Linked DNA regions of Zea mays: all the other regions are linked to region 3. The links are chromatin contacts, called in public Hi-C maps. All regions are on one chromosome and are shown on one strand. Each heading gives the region's core, a stretch centred on a gene start, on an enhancer-like site or on the middle of the called end of the contact. The rest is flanking DNA. Distances are from core to core; before and after follow the strand shown. Region 1 has its middle 11 kb from the start of LOC103628577. Region 2 holds the start of LOC100286187 (peroxisomal membrane protein PMP22). Region 3 holds the start of COAC2 (Mitochondrial carrier protein CoAc2).

Region 1 (2,700 bases), core at 31-2,530, 390 kb after region 3:
CAATAGTTTGATTATCTATGAACAATTTCTTTCTCATTCAATGCCTTTCTTTAGTCGTCTCAAAGATAGAATTTTTTTCCATTTTTTATCTATGACGTCACAACCAAGATTGTGTTAAATCCATGAATTCATTTTTTATTATACTATTTTGAAGCCTATTTCTATTTTAAGTCGCCATTATTCCATATTTCTATTTTGAAGCCTATTTTTAAGGAAACCCCCTTTATTTTCGCATCCACTCTATTGCATGGGTGGATGAACAAAAATAGGATTATGCAAAAGTAAAGATATTGAAAAGAAAACTTGACTTTTGAACCATGTACATGTGTTGTTTGGTTGGAAGAGAGTGAGATGACCCTTTTTTACTTGATTTGATGACATCAAAATGGAATTAGTTAACTCACAACAAGGTCCACGAAACATTTAAAGTGTGTTAATAAATGGGCCAAGACCTGGTCCAATAGCTAACATGGCGTTCCAAGTTTCTTCGGTTAGCAGGTGGATTGAAATGGATTGAAGGAGATTAAATCTCTTGCTACTTAAAATTAAAAAAATAGAGAGGGAATTAGTCTCCATCAATTCTCTCGAATATGGTTTCTGTGACCTTTGTACCTAGTTGTCACTTAAGGGCTTGTTCGGTTATACCAATCTAGAAGGGGATTAAAGGATTGACGTAACCGAACAAGCCCTAAATAGTTAATGGGGTTCACGGGAACTTAATAGTATATGGACTTAGATAACAAATCAGAAATAGTTCATGACTGATGAAGCACTTTACTCTTAAAAGTATACTAGCCAGTTGCTCGTGTTTTGCTAAGTTTTTTATATATCGTATAAATAGGTACTGAGATATTTATTTAAATATAATTATTGTTTATTTCTAAACACTAATATATGTGTGGTCTGGTAGTTAGCTCAAAATTTCTAGAGAATGGATCTGCAGCGCGTGGGACAGGTCTAGAGTGTCAGCGTGGAGGTTGAAGCCGTGGTAGCACGAGGTATCCACGTTATGTTCTTAATAGATTAAAGTATAGATATAATGACTAATTTATTAATATTGATTATATATTATAAATATTATCAGTATATATTTGTTTAAAGTTGGTAGTTTGAATTCTCGAGATCGACTTCTAAAAAAGTGACGATGCGAGCAGCTAGGAGAGGTCGGGCGTCAGGTCAGTCAAGTCACCAGTGCGTCCTGAGTCCTGTCCTGACTCGTGAGTCGTGACTGCTTCGTCGTCGTCCAGACCTCGACTTGGATCCATTCAAAACGGCAGACTGCAGTAAGCAGTAGCAGCACCCGTCCTGTTCTGCTGCAGACCCGTTCTGTTGTACGGAGTAGTACTATTCTACTGCTTTCAGAACACGAACACGATCACCAGGGTTCCTTTCCTTGCCCTCGTCCACATGGCGTCCCTCCTCGCCGCCTACATATTGACAGACAGCAGCTCAATTGTCAGGATTCAACAGAGGCACCGTATGTAAGATCGAAGCAAGAGATTACACGTAGATGGAGTCACTACTCCAGTCGCAAGGCGTAGCCGCCGCCCTGCTCCCGGCCTCGCGCCCGCGCCCGCGCCGCGGCAACCGGCTCCGGCGGCGCACGCGGGCCCAGGCTAACATCCGGCATCTGGTCAGCGTCGACGACCTGCGGCAGGTCGCCCGGGACGCCGCCACCGTGGGCTGCGGCGGCGCCGACGACCACGCCTTGAACGGCCGCGCGCCAGTTGAAACGCCGACGCCGGAGGTCTCCCGCGGCGCGGGAACCGTGGCCCAGAGGCTCCGCGCAATCGCCGAGGCGTGTGCGGACCGCGCCGACATGCACGACATCATCGGCAGGCAGCGGGACAACTGGAACCACCTGCTGCTCCACGCCACCAACTCCCTGGCGCTCACGGCGTCCCTGGCGTCCGCGCTCGCGCCGGCCTCCCCGACGCTCCCAGCGCTCAGGGCCTCGGCCGGGGTCCTCCTGGCCACGGCGGCCGTCACCATGGCCGCCGTCAACAGGATGCAGCCGTCGCAGCTCGCCGAGGAGCAGCGCAACGCTACGCGCCTCTGGAGGCAGCTCGAGCGCGACGTCCGCGCCGCGCTCGACCACCGGACGGCCACCACAGCCGAGGCCGACGACGACGTCCAAGAGGCCATGGACAGGGTGCTCGCCCTCGACGCGGCGTACCCGCTGCCGCTGTTCCCCGGCATGCTCGACAAGTTCCCCAGCGCCGTCGAGCCCACCCGGTGGTGGCCCAGACGGCAGCCGAGGAAGAGGCCGGCTCAGTCGGCCGCCAAGACCGTCAACGGCGCCACGGCCAGCAACTGCAACGGCTGGACGCGGGAGCTGGAGGACGAGATGCGCGGCATCGTGCGGGTGCTCAGGGCCAAGGACGAGCAGGAGTACGTGTCTAACGCCAAGCTGGCTCTGCGTCTCAACCGTGGCCTCGCCGTCGCCGGCCCGGCGCTCGCGGGCACGGCCGCGCTGGCCACGGCCTTCATCGGCTCCTCCGGCGAGGCCGGCTCCTTGGCCCCCGGTGCCGCCGTCCTGTGCGGCGCGCTGGCGGCGGCGGTGAACACGCTGGAGCACGGCTGGCAGCTGGGCATGCTATTCGACTTGTTCCGCAACGTCGCCGGCTTCTACCGCAAGATCCAGGAGGACATTGAGGCGTGCCTCGACGAGGTTGACGTCGAGCGCAGGGAGAACGGCGA
Region 2 (2,700 bases), core at 181-2,680, 310 kb after region 3:
TGCTAATAATAGCATACAAATATATTTTGCATAAAACTGAATTAGCTTAATTGATATATGCCAAAATTACTATTGTTAGAATGGAATTTAATTCTAATGATCCAAACGGAGCATCAGGGATAATTTAGAAAACATGTTTCATTTGCCTCAAATTGGAATGAAATTAGGGAGAATGCAACATTGTGGTGTATGAGTATGCATGGTATAGTTGTCAATGGTGAAATTTTATTCTTTTGTGGGGAGGTTTATTGGATGCATTCTATAGTTAGAAATAATTGAATTTCATTTTCTCAAGTGATAAAAAATCTAGGTGAAATTGAACTTTATTTTTTCTTTTTTATCTAAGAGGCAAATAACTTTCATAAACATTTGTAAACAGTTCAAACTAGCTTTATTCTCATAAAACTTATTCCATTACATAAAATTTTAGCCATCCCTCTTTATTAATATTGTCATATGTTAATATACTTCTCCGTTTAAAATCATATATGCATGATGTATGTCTAGATTCATAACAAACTAGTTTTTTACTCATGCTTCGCTATGGTTTCTATATATCATATAGGCAAACATTGTTGAAATAAAATAGTTATTCAAACACGATCTAAACTTATAGATTGGTTGAGTGCGAATGGCGAGGTATGTGGTGCGGGATTAGATAAGATAAAGTTTTTCTCTTGCTTTTTTCATGCTCGTGACATCTGAGACAGCGAGGGAAGAGGTAATGGACCATAGATGACTAAATGGGTTGTGTCTAGCGGGCTGGCCTAAGGTGCACCCTATTTAATAGTGCCACGATCCAGCCCCATACGATTTAAATTGTGCTGTGCTTGAGCTGCCTTCTTTGCTCGCAGTGCCGAGCCGATCCGTCATAATTTTTATTTTAAATTTTTTAATATATATATATATATATTTGTAGTGCCATGAATGTGTAATTTTTTTTGATTTTTTGCTGGTGTGTGGGGTGAAATTGTTTTCCGCGTGTGGAAGGGGGACGAGCACACGTGGGGAGAAGAATGACACATGAAGGAAGAAACTCCTACTAGAGATGTGATGCAAAAAATAAAACAATTTATAATTTAGAACGAAAAGAGTATTTGCTAAGTTATTAAAAGTTACTCACTCCGTTAACCTATTTTTTCCGTGAATATAGATATACATAAAAAATATATTTATATGTTACTTAATATATAAATATATGATTAGTTTAAAACAAATTATATTTTAGTATGAAGTGAGTAATAGATTATAATTTAGAGCGGTAAAAATATTTATTCAGTTATTGTAACTCTCAAATCTGAGGGGCCTAGACCTCCCAATAGTTTCCAGAGAAATAAAGCCCAACATCTAAACTGGGCCATCAAAACCCGGTCCATACAAGCGCATTGGTTGGGCCTAATAAAAGCGCCAACTGCATATCATCACCTATCACCTGTCAGGTTGTTAGTGGGGATTAACTTTAGAAGAAGGGATTAACTTCCTCTGGCCCACACGTCAGCCACCACGTGCATCGTCCGGCCGGTGAGGGACCACCGCGGCAGCTATCCTCGGCGCCGCGCTCACGATTCCGGAATCACTCCCCACGCGATTCGATCCTCTCGCCGGCCCAGGCATCGTAGAATCCCCCCACCGAAAAAAATCAAGCGGGCATACAAAGAGCGCGTGCGCAGTGCTTGGAATAGGTGGGTCGAACTTCGAAGGGGTTCGAGGACTTCAGCTATGGCATCTGTGGGACGTGCAGGACGAGGAGGGAAAGGAGATGGAGGGAAGGGAGAAGGGTCGCTGGCTCGCAGGGCGTGGAGGCAGTACCTGCTCCAGCTCCAGCAACATCCTCTCCGCACAAAGGTTTTCTCTTTTGGTCATGTTCTTGGATTTTGTTCACTCTTTCGGTTTCGGGAATCGGTAGTGGGGGATTGTTGAAGTGGGTTGCTTTGGTTGGCTGCCACGCGTAGATGATCACGGCGGGGTGCCTCGCCGGCGTCAGTGACTCCGTGGCGCAGAAGCTCTCTGGGTTCCAGAAGATTGAGAAACGCAGACTCCTGCTCAAGATGGTAAGGACGCTGCCTTGAATTTAGTTTCTGGTACATACAGATGCAGTTACTGGGGCAACTGCATCTTTCCTTGTTCATTCATTGGGAGAATAGAACATTTAGTTATATCAGAATAGAATCAGTTTATGGTGATATACTGATTTATAATGTAATGGGAATTCCCTAGATCAACTCAACTGTAATTTCTGATATACTGATATGTAAAGTACGGGCAATTCCCTAAATCAGCTCAATTATAATCTTGCTGTTCTAGCCTCTAGGAGTGAGTAGCTCTATTAAACTGGTTCTAGGGGAAATTCTTGGGAGGACGTGGAGGTGCAGTTGAAAGATGTATTGCTTGAATTCTAGTCATTCAGCAACTAGTTCCAGTTCAGCTGTTGAGTTGCAGCAATGTGAATGTCATCTCCTTTGGCTCTGTATCACTGTGTGATTTATGTTGTCGTAAGTTGAAGTTGGAGATAATTTGTTGGGGAACGATAGAACTTTTATGGTTTCTTAATGTTGAGTGAAGCATGAATCGTTAGTTTACACTACCAAATGAATGTTGCTACTTATTCAGAATCATGTATGATTATCTGGCCATTTTTCAAAACAAAAATCCACACCACAATTTCACTTTTGGGTTATCTGCTAGTTTCCTCTGCCAAAT
Region 3 (2,700 bases), core at 121-2,620:
CCGGTCCTTTAACTTGTCGAGTTGTGTTATCTCGGTCTATAAACTTTTAAAGTATATCTCTTAAAGCATTATCCATGTTCGGGTCTCTCTTAGATCTAAAACAGATCAAAACAGACCCAATAAAAGGGCCTTTCCCATCTTCTTGCTTAAACTTTCCTGAAAAATCAATAACCCTCTCAAGACCTCATCAACAACTATTGAAAAGAGTTTTTTTTTAAAAAAAAATCTTCTTTTTTGAACACGATCTAGAGAAGACATCAAATAGAAAATAACTTGTGAAATTAATCTTAGTAGTATGAAATGACAAAACAAAATCGACAAAACATAGCCGCTCCACCACCTCGCAATGAAACCTCACTTGCGCTCTCTAAGCTGCTCACCAAACTAAATTTGTTACCATCATTCCTCTCGTATTTCACTGTCTTTTCAGTTTTGAACGAGCGTGACGTAACATACATTCCTTCCCCTCGGCATTTTAATTGGCATAGCCAGAAAACTCTTGCCGGTCTTTTATGGCTAAGCCTTCCGAGTTCTCTAGTTTTGCAGAGTACTCATGTTTGCTTCTTCTCTTGTGGACAAAGAATCGGCCGACTCTGAAGCATAGCTGCAAGTCTCAACAACAGCAAAATCGACAAAATCAAGCGACTCTGAAGCTTAGCTGCAAGTCTCAACCGCCATGTTCTGCGCACCGCAAGTTTCCTCCTCCCCGCGTTGGTTTATGCAAGAAAACGGGGAGACTCGACAGACAAGTTTAAGGACTGGAATTGTACTTTATTCACGGCCAGATTGTCGCATGACTGATGAAGTTCACCTACCGACAACATGTATCGTTATTCATTAAAGTGATGCTAGCCATTCAAGGTTCCATGATCACGCAATTTGCATCTGTGGTTAGAAATACTGTAGAGCCCAAGACAGTGGGCGAACAAAGAATCCGCCGTACAAGATCGGGCGAGAACAACCGCCGCACGAAAACGCATCTCAGCTCCCGGTCCCCAGAGAGGCAAATTATGCCACGGCAACATTCAACCTCTCCTCAATTCGTCAAGATTCTGTATACATCGCTACACGTTCTTAAAGGGAAACTTGTTGCCAGGCGGGCGCGCAAGGATCGTGTGTGCAACGCACCTGGAACAGGATCTTGACGCGCTCGAGCGGCGCGACAGCGGTCTTGGCGACTCCCCCGGCGACCCCTCCGGCGAGGAGCTCCCGCACGGCGAGCGGCAACCCGGGGCCGCTGGTCTCTGCAGCCTCCCTGGCCCGCGCGTCCATGCCGCGCGCCCCCCGCCGGCTTCCTCCCCTCCCTTTCCCTCCTCTCGCGCGCGCGGCGGGAGGAGAGCGAGAGGCGTAGGCGACACGAATTGAGGTGGAAGAGAAGGGAGACCGCGCGTAGGAATTGAAGGCGGAAGGGAATCAGGCCAATCAGGCAGCGCGGGGCCCACGTGTAAGTGAAAGCGGTACGGGGCCACGTGTACACGGCGGTGGGCGGCGGAAGGCGAAAGGAAGGTGCTGTTTGGTTCAGCTTTTTTCTGAACAGCTTTTCTGATAATCTGGCTGTGAGGAGAATCTGGCTATTGGGAAAATCTGAGTATTATTAGGATTACGTGCGGAGGAAGATAAAAATGTTCATAGGGCTCTGGATCTAGAAAGTGACGGATTCCTACTATTGCAACAACTCAACCGATTATATGTTTATGTTGATTTTGAATAGTTTTTACCTAAACAAATTTTATAAAAGCTGGCTGAAAAGCTGATGCGTTTGGTAGTCCGCAGCAGCTTTTGGTGGCCAGAAGCTGGAAAAAGCTGAAACAAACAGGGGCGAAGCCGCCGGTCAGACGTGGTGGAATCAGCAGTTGGCTGGTGGTGGAGGGCGCGCGTAGCCACCGAGCCGAGAATGTTTTATTATGAAATGGACACGCGTGGTTCATGCTGATTGCTGCCTCGACAAGAGCATCTACAACAGCTGAATATCATCCAACCTATTAAGCACACGTACAACCTATTTAATATAACTTCTTTTAGGTGTCTCTAGAGAACTAAATAAAAAAATACAAGAGACATGCTCTTCTCCTCACAACTTTTAATACACATTGTCTCTTAGTTGTATTGATGATCCATGATCTCAAAATTATAACATGCAATATCTTTATCGTCTATTATACTTAAAAAACTGAACCGGTGTTCTAGGGTTGTAGATGCTCTTAGACTCTATTTAGGACGGCTCCGACTACAAAAAAATTGGTGAAATTATGGATAAGGTCATTAGGTGCTCTAAAAAATCGTGGAGCTGTAGATGTAAGTCTATCGGTACCTTGAATCAGGGGTACCCCTTACTACAGCATGAAGGCGTGGTGCCCACACGACTATCTCTAGTCACGTGACGAACAGCACCCGACTCCACCACGTGGATGGCCCCAGGGTCGCCATGTGGCCTGAGAAAACGATACACTCCAAGATACCAACAGTGGGTTCGGACCCCATGGGAAAATACCGGACCCCTGTACATGTAGATCGGGCCTCTGGGGCAAGGTTCAGGACCCCGCGAATGCGACCCGGACCTCCGGGACGGGTCCCGGACCCCTCTACGTGGGGTCCGGACTACCCACAGCCGAGTCCCGGGACTCAGGGGCAGAGAATACCCAGGCCTTGCTCAGGCAGGGGTCCGGTGCCGACGCGTGTCCAGGCCTAGCCTGGTGCGGA

What was found. Hi-C and Micro-C count contacts between places; a contact is called where the count stands out from the background.
Region 1: a contact with region 3 is called in a Hi-C map of ear, with 2.0 times the contacts expected there. The contact joins the enhancer-like site here to the promoter of COAC2 in region 3. A contact is called at or near these places in 3 of 25 Hi-C or Micro-C datasets (ear, leaf and tassel).
Region 2: a Hi-C map of tassel shows a contact between it and region 3, with 4 times the contacts expected there. The contact joins the promoter of LOC100286187 here to the promoter of COAC2 in region 3. A contact is called at or near these places in 4 of 25 Hi-C or Micro-C datasets (ear, leaf, leaf mesophyll and 1 more).

What each region holds. Positions count from the first base shown.
Region 1 is chr5:156,000,366-156,003,065 of Zm-B73-REFERENCE-NAM-5.0, forward strand. No RefSeq gene overlaps it. Among protein-coding and RNA genes, the nearest start is that of LOC103628577, 11 kb to the right of the region's middle. Within about 2 kb of position 1,281, at least 15 of the 20 cell types and tissues checked have an H3K27ac peak or open chromatin away from gene starts, as enhancers often do. A contact at or near this core is called in ear, leaf and tassel, where this site is marked.
Region 2 is chr5:155,918,329-155,921,028 of Zm-B73-REFERENCE-NAM-5.0, forward strand. LOC100286187 (peroxisomal membrane protein PMP22) reads left to right here and starts at 1,431. Exons shown (of 7, transcript NM_001159075.2): 1 at 1,431-1,845; 2 at 1,953-2,051. The coding sequence starts at 1,720.
Region 3 is chr5:155,607,965-155,610,664 of Zm-B73-REFERENCE-NAM-5.0, forward strand. It overlaps COAC2 (Mitochondrial carrier protein CoAc2), which reads right to left and starts at 1,371. Exons shown (of 7, transcript NM_001136788.1): 1 at 1,129-1,371. The coding sequence starts at 1,272.